2 separate regions of the Arabidopsis thaliana genome follow, and region 2 is linked to region 1. A link is a contact called in public targeted proximity ligation data. All regions are on one chromosome and are shown on one strand. The core of a region is the stretch at or near the end of the contact, and the rest is flanking DNA. Distances in the headings are between cores, read along the strand shown. Region 1 holds the start of AT1G14345 (NAD(P)-linked oxidoreductase superfamily protein). Region 2 holds the start of AT1G14430 (glyoxal oxidase-related protein).

What was found.
Region 2: a targeted proximity ligation map of shoot shows a contact between it and region 1, with 10 read pairs. A contact is called at or near these places in 3 of 26 Hi-C or Micro-C datasets (root, rosette leaf and shoot) and 1 of 2 datasets of targeted methods (shoot).

The regions. Positions count from the first base shown.
Region 1 is chr1:4,895,441-4,902,045 of TAIR10.1, reverse strand. It overlaps AT1G14345 (NAD(P)-linked oxidoreductase superfamily protein), which reads right to left and starts at 3,001. Exons shown (of 1, transcript NM_101301.5): 1 at 1,992-3,001. The coding sequence starts at 2,870. The coding sequence ends at 2,280. AT1G14340 (RNA-binding (RRM/RBD/RNP motifs) family protein) reads right to left here and starts at 4,700. Exons shown (of 5, transcript NM_101300.4): 1 at 4,596-4,700; 2 at 4,219-4,351; 3 at 4,052-4,127; 4 at 3,853-3,966; 5 at 3,011-3,695. The coding sequence starts at 4,337. The coding sequence ends at 3,270.
Region 2 is chr1:4,932,712-4,939,203 of TAIR10.1, reverse strand. It overlaps AT1G14430 (glyoxal oxidase-related protein), which reads right to left and starts at 5,084. Exons shown (of 1, transcript NM_101310.4): 1 at 3,010-5,084. The coding sequence starts at 4,845. The coding sequence ends at 3,151. It overlaps AT59 (Pectate lyase family protein), which reads left to right and starts at 5,542. Exons shown (of 3, transcript NM_101309.5): 1 at 5,542-6,007; 2 at 6,093-6,492. The coding sequence starts at 5,799. HB31 (homeobox protein 31) reads left to right here. Exons shown (of 2, transcript NM_101311.6): 2 at 1-450. The coding sequence ends at 128.

The DNA.
Region 1 (6,605 bases), core at 1,752-4,251:
TTTTCCGGCATTTAAAATATAAACGTTTAGTAGAGGTTAACTTGCTTGGGATTCCTACAATCGCATGGGGCCTCACTCATATTGGAGCCAGCTTTACTTCTTCTTTTAAAATACTTCCTCCTATACCTACAAGGCTACAACGAAAAGCTCTTATATAGTCTCAGGAATCCGATGTCCATTTTAATTTTAGTTAGTCCTCCGTTATCATTCGATTAAGGTGCCCTTGATCATCAGATTTTCCTTGTATATATTATATACACTAACCTTTCTATTTTTAGTTTGGCTTTATACTAAGGTTTCTTATCTTTTAGATATGATCACTCTAATTTCTTTTCATTGCTTTATATATATACTGTTTTGTTAAAGTTAGCATATATATGGATTATCCTTCTGAAATTATTCAAAATGATCTACCAGCAGAATTTTTCAGTTTATCTGTTATATGAGGAAACAATGGGAGGGTGTAAGAAAGACATTCTTGCACAATTTAAGGATGCGTGTTAGCCTGACATTTGACAAAACTTCTACTATGCGCCGCCCTTTTTCTATTTATTTTAAAATTAAAAAGACTGACCAAATTCAGAATTAACCACTTTCCTTTTTGAGATAAAGTTAATAGTATATTATAAGGTTTTTGCTTTATATATAGATTCTAAGTTATCCGAAGAATTCAGCTGATATTGGATATTGATCCCATATTGTATTTTGGATTTCTCGTGAATACGCCATTTTAGAGGTATGTATGTGTACGTATTCAATACGCGTACTTGTTTACCATGTAGACATGAACTTTTACAGATGCGCACAGCGCACGGACATGTAAGTGCACATATGTGCCAATCAGCCCATTCTGCCCATGCATGTGAAACAATGTGACATAAAGCTTGGGAACAAAGAGAGAAATATGAATTCTGCAAAATGTTCCTTTTTAATTGAAAGTTGCTGGTGGATAGTGAGCCATCTATCTTTACGGTGTATATTTATGCTTTATATGCAACTTCTATGAACTCACATTGCGAAACCAACTTCTAACACTATATTTTGGAGATAATGTATTCATATTTCGGATGTTTCTCTAAAAATAGTGCATCATTGGAGTGGAGATATAAAAACTATGGGTGTTATTGGTTATATTTGTTAGAGTAAAATAAAATATTACTCTAGATTCGCCTATGATTCACAGAAAAAGGAAAAAAAAAGGTTTGAGCTGAAAGTGTCGAAAACTTTATAATTTTTTCCGCTACAAAACAATTAGAGAAAATGGACAGAAATAATTACGCCAAAATCTATTTTTATTTTACTCCCACATCTTTTTGCTTTCACCATATCACACCCTATATGTGATTAGAAAACGTATAGGATAAACAATGAAAGAAGACAACGGGGTATGATAAACAAAGAATAAAAACAAGAATAATATGGTCAAAATTGGGAAATGGGGAAGACTACATAAGATTTGATGAGAATGTGTCAGAGGCAGAAGCTTTAATAAGACTCCCTATACATACTCATCAACCTTCTCTTACGAAATTCTCTACTAATATTTTTTTAACAAATTTTAGTGGAATCCAATGGAGATTATTAGATTAATATGGTCAAATTTAACAGATAGGACCATATGTAGTTCTTATTAATTAGTCTTTGAACTACTAGAATTAAAGTACTAACAAAGGAAGCTATTGAATATGTAATCCCATTTCTTGTATTTGAATCCGTTATCCCATAAAAAACGTAATCATATTTTCATATGCGAGTATAGAAATTAATGTGGGCACATTATTCAAATTATACATTTTCGTTTGCCCATTTGTATAAACTTGATAGTTTTTACTTTTTAGAGATTAATTTGCTTATGATGAATCTTGGTTATTAGAAAAGTAGAAATAAATAAACGTGTATATAAATTAAAGATAATTGACGCTATTTTGAACTTGAATAATTAATAAATAACTTTGGGCTGTTTTTTTTTTAATCCAAACTTTGGGCTGTTAATCCTCTATATTCTTAAAATGCAGCCATATGAATAAAAAAGAAGAAGATAGTATTAATATCCATGCCATTTCTCTAATCTAAAAGAGGACTACCTGCCGTTTCAACATTAACCAAACATCACGCCGTTTCTTATTGTAGAGCTAAAATCGCGCGCCGTTTAGATACGATCGTCTTAACAATACAGAGATGAAGAAATCAATAACAAATGAAAGAACATGGAAAGGATTCGATTTGTACTGAAGAAATCACAACAAGAAGAATCAATTTTGCCCAGAAATGAGAAATAATCAAAAGCCTTTAGCACCAGATTCTTTCAAAACAGCAGGTTGATCAGCCATAGATAAACAGTACTTAGCAATCTCTCTGAACTTAGGGACACTTCTCAAATCCACTTTAGTTCCATCTTTCAAAGTAATGATGATATCTCCCCATTCTCCGATGAACCTCGGCACAACTTGAACGTCTTTTATCACTTTGTACGAGAAATCGCTCCGATCATCTCCGGTGAGTCCCGAAATAACCGTCACGCGGAGGTTAGTGAACCTGTAACGAAGGTTAAAAGCTCGAGACACTGCAGCTAAGGTTAGTGGGAGCCAAAGGATGGTTAGACCTAGAATGAGATTGGCTAATAGATCTCCGTAATGAGCTCCGCCGTCGAAGTAGACTGTTTCTTTCTTCGCCGGTTTGGAATCGGAAGGAACGGTGGATGCGGATGCGGAGGAGGAAGCTAGGAGCAATCTTTGAATGTGTCTTTGTGGTAGTTTCGTGGAGGGAGACAATGAAGAAGCGGGGAAGGAGAAGGTGGTTGAGAGGAGGAGAGATTTGCGAACGACGGAGGTTACGGCGGTTGACGGCGGAATTGAGGAAGAAGCTGCCATGAGAGAATGATTTGAGTGACTGGAAGATTTGGAGTGAAAAGATGATGACTTCTCTGTTTTTTGGATTTGATTTTTTGGCGCAAATTGTGCCACGTGGCCTAAGCTCTATGGATACAACATCTATCCAAATATTGAATCAATATCAACCATAGAATGATATAAATCAGAAATTATATAAGAAAAAAGATTATGCTACTAATGAAGAGTTAAGATGTAGGTAATGTAACCAAACTCTATATCAGCATCATCATGTGAGAGTATACTTTGATAGATTTCTATATGGTATTCGTTTTGATAAAATTTGGTCTTATCACACTTCATGAGCCAGTTATTCATGATCAGCTTTGCATCATATATATTCACAGACGAATACGGTTCTGAATCGGGCCATTGGTCTATTCACTGCCTTGAGCCGCGGGTACCGAGATCAGATGCGGCTTTAGCAGCTCTCTCTAATGCACCAGACAGCCAAAGAGCTCCGCTGGAGAAGTAACTGCTATTGACAACACTAGTTGCAGCTGCTGCCGCGGTTCTTCCTGTGGCAAAGACAGCTGATTTAGCTGTATCTGAAACATGATACCTTTGGTCAGTCATTCTAACAGCTTCAAGTCCGGTAAAGATTTTGTCAGTAAGACCAATCCTCTGTTCTAGTTGAGATACTCTAGCCACCGCTGCAGCTGATACGCCGTGGGATTCATCAAAGGCTTTAGCTTTGCTTAAAGCGTCTTTGCCTAGCACGAATCCTGTGGCAAGCATTATTTTCACCACTTCTTGAGCTTTTGTCACTGCTTCTCCAGCGTTGAACTCGCTTCGTTGAGCATAATGCTACATGATTGAAGAACGAATAAGCTTTAGAATTGAGACCAAGCATCAAACTTCAACATAAAGACTACTGAACCAGTGACCGTTAGATTTAACTATTTTAACAAAAAAAGAAGACAGAAAGATCAAAGTTGAGAGAAGTGTCAAAAGCGATACATACTTGTGAGTCCGATTCATCTTCAAAACCTCGCGAAGTCGCATTCCAGAAATCGAACTCTTCGTGATGTTGTCCCCAACGAGTTATACAAACACGCTGATCCAATATCGTTGCGCCCTGAAGATATCAAAGAAGTGAGTGATTTCTCAAGAGACATCCAAAAAAGATAGAAAGAGTGAATCAAATCCAAACTAACACTTACAGTGAGTAAAACAGCAGTTTCTTGAGAATAAGAATCCTTAAACATCACATAAGCAGTACAAGCTTGCTCACCCGACCTAGTCTCATTAACAACATTACAAAGTGTACTCTTTTGAATCCAGAATAAGCAAACAAACAACAAACTTGCTAAAAAGTAAAAAGACTCACCTGACAATATCAATATCTTGGATAGTACCAGAGAAAGAGAAGAAATCGATAAGATCATTATGAGTAACAGATGGAGATAACCCAGTAACTTCAACACCATATCCAAATTGATGATCCATCTCTGCTCAATAAGCTAAAAACAAAACAAAAAACCTAAAAATTTCAACATATCCTAAGTCAATAAATTAAATTACTTCCAGTTCGTGATTCAACTTTGGGAACTACATAGAACTTTCCGATTTAGCTTTACATGATTTGGGATTGAAATTTTCAAGCGAAATTTGAGCAAGGACAGATTGCCAAATATGTTCAGACCTAAATCGTTGATTCACTAAGCTCTAGAGAAGAAATTTAAGGAATCGAAGAATAGAAGTTACCTGTTGTAGTTGTTGTTGACCAACGGAGATCACACACAGAGAAGCTTGAAAGAGAGACAAAGGTGATGAATTGATGAAGTTGATGATGTGAGTGGGAAAGAGAAGGACTACCTTTTCAGTGAACGAAAAAGACGCAATTTTAAAAAGCTAAAAACTGCGCCGTTTAGTAACTCAATGTTGGGCCTTTAATGTCTTGAGTTAGCCCATATCGTTAACGGTTCTAAATGTAATAAAAAATTCTACATGAAAGGCCCAATGTTGTTTGATTATTTTCCAGTCTCAAACAACCCATAATCACAAATATTTTTTGAAACATAAATTTTCATCTTATGCTATTTTTTATTTTAAAAATCAGTCTTTACATATTAAAATTAAATCATTAATCATTACTAAGTGTTTGTACAAGAAGCAAAAATTAACAATCTATAGACGATTTTGTTTTTTTTCAGCAACGATTTTAACATTCTAGAACCTTTTTTATACCTTAGTATTGCATGTATATATAAAAATTGGAGTAATTTTAGATATTATCTGTCTAACCGTCCAAAGTCCAAACAGGTAAAAGTTCTCTAAGTGATAACTTTTTAAAATCTCTAAAGAGACAAATTTGACAAGTGTATGTGATATAAATACTTATGTTACTGTTAATACATGAGAGAAATTCAACGGAAAAGAAAGTTAGACCATTTTCATTGGGGGTTTTTTATAAGAGTTTCTCACAATTAAAAAATAAAAATAATAAAAATGAAGGAGAGAGAGTAGAAAGTTTCTTACTTGAGAAACTCTGAGATATTCTCTACAATCCATCATGATAATTCCCTTTTAATTATTGATTCAACTTTTTAATAAAAATATTTTTTTAATCAAAAAATCAAATTATAATATAATATTAATTTTTTTTTGTTTGAGAAACTTTGTGGGTTTTTCATGGATGGAGATGCCCTTAACTAAAAAGGAGAAAAAGAAAAGACGTGTGCCTAACAAATGTTTGATGTAATTGGTAAAAAAACGCAAAGAACATTATTATTATTAATATTCTTTGCATATGAGCCGTTGGCCAAATCAATACTTACGTCTCTCTTTCTCCATCTCTCATTGTCTCTTTCTACTTCTTTCCACGGCCACGTCCGTCTGTCAAAATTTACTAGTTTTTAATTCAGATTGATCTAGTCAGAATCTACTTTTTTTTTATGTGTGTGGTTCATGTTTCTATATTCTGACCCCTGCTGCAGTGAATTGCTATTTATGTATTTTTCATGCAAAACCAAAATTCACTGCTGGAAATGTATATTTTTCATATATGTAAACACCAGATAGTTTAATTTTGTTTTTTCACTTGTCTACCAAAATTAGAACTTTTATTAAACAACAACAATAAGGTGCTTGCGACTATAGCTTTAGAAGTTCAAGTATATGGATTATGGAACTTCTAAAAATTGCGACTATATATAAGCAAAAAACATATATTTAAGAAAAAAATAAATGTTCTAAATTACAGGAAATAGTTGAATATTGGTCCTCCAAATACAATTATCTTCACCATATATGATTATAACAATAAAATATAAAAGGTTGACCATTGACTAATGTATATATTCTATAGCTAGGTTAGACGTTTTGATTCGGATTTTGAATTTCATAGTGAAAGATTTTGATATTGAGTTGACGTCAATTCGGAGATCTACAACAAGACTACAACGTGTTTTATCAAACTCACCTGTTTTTCTTAAATCATAATTTTCTTTGTCTTTAATTGACTCGATTAGTCGATTCAAATATCACATTCCAAGTTGATATCTCCCAATTTTCCTCTATTGTTAATAGAGTTTGTTTATTGTTATTATATTATTTGTATCTAGTAAGCTTTTTTCATATGTGATTCTTAATAAGTGTCTTCTAAGATTAGTCGATGATAATCTTTGTCATTGTTCCACAAATCATAAATTATAAGCGTCAAACCTGAAACAATTTCTTTTGTGTGGTAGAATTCTGGAGTTCTGAACCTTTTTG
Region 2 (6,492 bases), core at 3,835-6,334, 35 kb before region 1:
ACAACAACAAGATCCATTTCTCCAAGAAGAACAACATTAACCTCGAAGACAACGACAACGAAAAGATCAACAATCTCAACAATGTTGATCTGTCCGGTAATAACGACATGACTAAGATCGTCCCATGATATAATTAATAACGTTATTTTTATATGATCTTTGATAATTATTTAGTTATCTTTATGTTAGCTACTAGGGTTTTAATTTTATCTTCTAGCTGGTTTGGTTTTATTTTATATATATAAGCTCATTTCGCTATCTCTCGTTAAACCCATGGATTTTATATAATTTTCTGCTCTTTGTTGTGTTTTATTTATTTGGAAGTTATATATATTAATCTTGTTGTAATAAATGTATGACCAGCCGTATTTTTCTTCTTCTTCTTCTTCTTTTGGGTATGTAAGAAAATCTACTTTGGTTACATATCATTTTGAATCATTAGACTTTTCGCAGTTCGTGATCATTGTGCTCACAAAATCTGCATGCAAGATAAGCTATATACGTATTTCCCTAGCTCATCTACATGACTTCTGAAATCGGTATGAGTATCTAAAATGGATACTGTATTTATGGAGACCACAACTTCACGCCTTAGCTTAAAAATTGTATTATCTAGTTAGGAGAATGATGTGTCTTTAGGCCAAAACATTCTTTATTACAATCTTGCACATACAATAAAATAACAAAATTTAAAGAAAGAAAATAAAATAATAATTTCTGCTAACAGAGATGTGAAAAGTGTACTAACGAGTTGCAAGTCATGTCCTCTCGTGTGTGACGTATAAGGTTGAGTAAATATGTAGTTGGTGTCACAAGCGAGATCACATTTATTAACCCTCTTTGTTTATCACGTATGTTCAAGAATTAAATAACATTTCCACCTTTTTAGGTATACTATAATTCGTGTAATGTGCCATTTCATAAATAAAAGGATTTGTGGTATAATTAGATGTTATGTTTTTTGTTCACATGTTTCGATTTGCTTTGGTTTCTGTATAGAATAATCAGGTATCATGCGTCGAATGTGTTATTTTTTAATGCGTTCATCCAACTCATTCAGTTGTCTTCTTTCAAACGATTTTTTTGTGAGAATGTCATTTCGGAGTTCTATTCGGTTCAATTTTTGAGTTTTGGTTTGACAATTTGATTATGAAATACCATAGAATAAAAATAATAACTTTTTACAATCTTGTATAAGAACTATATAGTGCACTTAATTTTTGACGCCAAGTAATTTTTAGTTTATCAGTAAGGACTAAATGTGTAGGATGGAGAGTCGTCACTATTACATTTATTTGGGTGTCAATAAATAAGAAAATATGAGATTCTGAGCCCTATTTATTATCTTTTTGTGAAGGAAACTCCATTAATGTAGCTGAAAACAAGGTCCCCTCTTGTTCCTACTCTTAGCTTTTTGATCACATTTTCTCTGCAAAACAATCCTATATATTGCTTCAATAAAGACTGATCGATCGAGCCCGAATTAGTACAGAGATCTGCAACTGTTATGTTAGACCCTCTGAGGTCAAGCGTATATATTTGGTCATGAGATTTAACTTTGTAGAGTTTAAGAGATTAAATGTTTTGAAAATATTGGGATTTGATATTTGTTAAACTTTTAATTATCATTTTAAAGAGATGTGGATCATATAAGATTGATTTTAAATATACTCAGATCTCATAGACATTATACCTCAGTTCTGAATCTTTCAGAAAACAAATTACTCACAAATGTTATTTACCTGTTATGATCTCTTTGATATGATTAGAAAAAATTTATGGATGGTCATAAAACCTTGAACTCACTGGTCATTAAGAAAACCTTCTAATTAACCTAAGAGTTTTAGTATTTTGTTTACAAAGTATATGTGTCAACAAGGCAACGTAAATTTTCAAAACCTTCAATGGAACTAAAAATGCCACGCGAGTTTGGAGAAGCCTTTTTGGCCAGAATGGTTTGAAGTTCAATTGAAAACAGAACATTAGTTTTCTTCCAAAAAGTACAATTGCGTATTAACTTCGTAGAAAAACAAAATCTATGAATTACAATGTATGATGTAGAAGCAATTAATAGATCAGAAAATGCCAACAATAATTTAAACTTTTTGAAATTACAATTTTCATGAATATAAACCCCCCCAAAAAAAAACTAGGAAAAATATAGCTAAAATGATCTATCTATTTATAAAATAGAGACTAGACTCTCGAAATAACAAACATGATTTCCAGAATTCTTACTCTTGAAAACAAAATCATAAGATTTGGTTTCGGGATCATGTACCACCATTTGTTGCTTATATATTAGATTAGAAGATAACAATAACTTACCATTTTTCTTCTTCTTTTCCAAAACTGCTACTGGTGAGACTGCCAAAAAGTGCTTCCCAAACCCATGAGAAAATATATTCAGATCTAACGTAAACATTTTGTGCCATTTCTTGTTGCATGAATCAAACGACCATACCACTTGGTCAGGCCACTTGTTCTCGGATATGCACAAGCGGTTATCCAAGTTGCACATGGCAATGTTGTCACAATTTGCAATGTCAAAAGGAACTTTGGAGATTACTTGAAAAGTCTCGGTATGAAGATCTAGAGATAGAACTTTGATTTCTTTGCATTCGGTGAACCAATGCAGCGACCCATCTACGTACACAGGATCATGGAAAGCAATGATCCGGTAAGGAGAAGAAGGGGTAATATACTTCCAAACATTGGTCCTAAAGTCGAAAACTTCACACGTAGTAGCGTTTCTTAGTCCTCTTTCTAGTGAATTATATAAGCAAACCGGCTTGTATGTGCCATTGATGATGTCTTTGCCGAATCCAAGCAAAGGCAAAGGAAAGACACTACTATATTCACTAGAAGATTTGTCGAGAATGACTTGTTTATACCTAGGTGGAGGAAAACTTCGATGCCATCTAGTGGCTGGATTGACTACAATACCCGATTTATAAAGATTGTAGAAGCATATCAAACCATCACAACTACTAGGACAAACAAAATCAAATATCTTCTCCCGAGGAGTAGGGGTCTTAACCGAAATTTCCTTTTTTTTTATTAACTAACTTTCACCAATTTTTTATTTTTTTTAACTACAATTCTTCAAAAAATCAATCAAAAAACTAATGAAATAATAAAAGGATTGCTTTAAATCTTAACCCAAACAGCTACACTCGGAATTCCACGGTGAACCACGAACATCATATAATACCCAGGTGGTGCCACGTAGGAGTTAGTAGGCCCGTCCACGTCAGCTTTATAAGCGAAAACAGATAACTGACTCACGCGCCTGACGCGCAAAACCAACAACCTCTGGTTCATCGCCGTTGAGTGAGTGCTGAACGACGGCGCCACGAGCCTCACCGATACCCCTCCGTCGAACATTCCGAATGCCGGAATCGCGAACGTTACGGCAAAAGCCTGACCGTACAACATATTCCCGGCGAGCTCCACCGTGATGATCGTCGGTCTCACACGTGCGTACTGTGGATCCAGGTAACGCGGGAGATAAGCCTCGAGGCTGAGCTCCGTTGGGTACGGCCTCGCCGTGAAATTGTAATTTCGATGAGGATTGCTTCCTCCGACTAAGACTCTGCCGTCTGACAGAAGAAGAGACGCCGAATGGTACATTCTAGGGATTCGAGTCGGGGTGAGAATTTCGAATCTCCGGGTCTGGTCAGGCTCCTCGGGTAAGTATAAAATCGGGTTGAGAACAGCGTTCGTCGCGTCTTCCCAACCAGCGGTTCCGTTAGCAGCACCGTTAATGATCAAAACGTCACCGTTTGGTAACAGTAACATATCAGACATGACACGTGGCGATGGCATTTGCTCCATGACCCATTTCGGATCCGGGTCGGTCACTTTCAATCTCCCACACGTGCGTGATCCCGCGACGAAGATTTTAGGAATCGTCCTCGCCGCTTTGAAGAACGCTCCCGGCGGAGCACCGCCGCATACCATAACCTCAGCAGTTATCTTCGTTCTGTTAATGTCTCCGGTGAGAAAGAGAGGGAGGAGCACGGAGGAGCCAGTGCTGGGATAATTCCGTTTATCGCCGCCGGGAATCTGTGGAAACTCCTTGATGATTCGGTGATTGACGAAATCGAACAAAATCGATCTCCGATTGGCGAAGATGAAGAGATTACCGTCGGGGAGAAGATGAAGAAACGGATAAAGATTGTTTTCTTCATTCGGATCTCTCGTCTCCGCCAAGAATCTGAGATTGAAAACGGATTCTCCCGGATCCTTGGGGTAAAACTCGTAGTTGAAAGCTCTTCTTCCGCCGACGATGATAATCCGACCATCGGGAAGAATCTGATTGGTGGAATACCACCGGCGAGAGGAGAGATACGCTCTGTTCTCAATCCAATCACACGAAACGCTTCCAACTCCTCCGTCGCAAGGTGTGAAAACCCGTACAGTTCTTTCGCCGTTGCCATAACCGCCGGTTTGGATTAAAGAACCGGAAGCGTTTAAAGAACCGGAAGAGCACCACGTGTCGTAACGTAGTGTAAGTGGGCGAAAGGTATTTGAAGCGACGTCGTATAGTATTGAATGAGCAGAGCAGTCAAAAACGGTGGCGTTTTGGCAGGTTTGAGAAGGGAGAGAAACATTCGAAGGTCCATAATCCGTACGGTCAAAGATGACGACTTTGTTGTTGTGTAGAAGCTGCATGTGCATTGCGGATATACCTACACTCGGCTGCAGAAGATCCCACCTCCCGCCGGTGAGAATAGCTAACGGTGAACGTGGAAGGAGCAAATCCGACGTGGAACAGAGGAAGAAGAAGAAGAATGATATCACGACGGCGTTAAGGTTGTTCTTGAATCTTTCTTGCGTCATTATTTTCAGCTAAGAATCTTCTTTCTCCGGTGAAAGAGATTTAACATTTAAAGCTTCTTTGAGTAATTATTAGTGTCTTTCTTGAAATCGGTAGGAGAAGAAACATTTATGGTGTTGTATTGTTTTACTTTTCTGGTGAAATGTGTGATCAAGACTCGCAGTGCTCTCTGTACATAATGATCTGGTAGATTTGTAACATATGGTCAAGATTTATTTATTGCATTTTGCAATTTGCATATAAGTTGGTGAATTTTAGATCTGTATTATTGATCACGGACCATATTCTTAGAGATAACATTTTGGATTTTATATCAGTTTGCGTATGAACTGTTTCAGTCTTTCACAGATCAGGAGTCCAAAATAAAATTGTTTCATTCTTTTTTTTTTATAGTCATGTCTTCAAATTCTTTTGGGGGAACAGAGAGTCCCGCCATTAATTAGCTTCTGACCCCATGGGGAATTTTTTTAATTACTTGTATGATAATTATTTTCAATAGACCTAGAGACTTGATATATACTACGTTTAATAATCATATGTAGTATGTATGATTAATTAAGTAAATACAAAAATAGTTACCTCAAGTTTTAAAGGTGCTATTGGGTAATTATCTCAGTAAAAATAATATTAGATCAAGGCAAAAATAACTGAAAATATCCAGAAAAGAAGGATTAAACAAAGGCATCCAAAATCTATAATTGGGTTTTTTGGAGAAATGACCATAGAGATTTAAATCAATGGTTGTCTAATCTATGTTAATTCTCAATCCTCTATTGACTCTTCTCATCTCCTTTTCTCTCTCCCCAGTTCCTGGTTATTAAAGCAATCAGGTGATTCAAATCTTTAATCTTTTAATCCCGGCAGGCCTATCTGAAACAACAACCTCCGTTTGAGGTTTTGCCGGGAAAATATAAAGTTCACAGGCTTTGGTCTCTGCATTTGCAATATATTTAAAATGGCAGCAGCTTTCTTGAATCTTGGCGGCTATGTTTTCGTTTTCTTCTCTTCGTTCTTAGCTATAGTGGCCCCACAGGTTCGAGGCAATGTTGCTGTCTTTGATAGCTACTGGACGCAACGACAAAGTGATGCATTGAAACAAACCATCGGCTCTTACGATCCTCATCCACTTAACGTCACCAACCATTTTAATTACCATGTCAATATGTGAGTTTTTGTCTTTGTTAGGTCAAATGTTTAACCTAACTTCCTAAACAAGTACTAATTAAACACTTTTTATTTTTTTTAACAGAGCAGTGGATGCATCGGAATCAAGGAACGATACAAGGAGAGAGCTTACTCAGGTGAGAAGTGGTCGTAAAACGCACAAAAGCAGCGGAAAATGCCTAGCTTATAACCCGATAGACAACTGCTGGCGATGCGATCGTAACTGGGCTAATAACCGGAAGAAACTAGCCGACTGTGTGCTCGGATTCGGCCGGAGAACCACCGGAGGAAAAGACGGACCGATATACGTCGTCAAAGACGCGTCTGACAACGATCTTATCAACCCTAAACCAGGAACGTTAAGGCATGCAGTGACTCGAGACGGACCGCTTTGGATCATATTCGCAAGAAGCATGATCATAAAACTGCAACAAGAACTGATGATAACGAGCGACAAAACAATCGATGGAAGAGGAGCTAGGGTT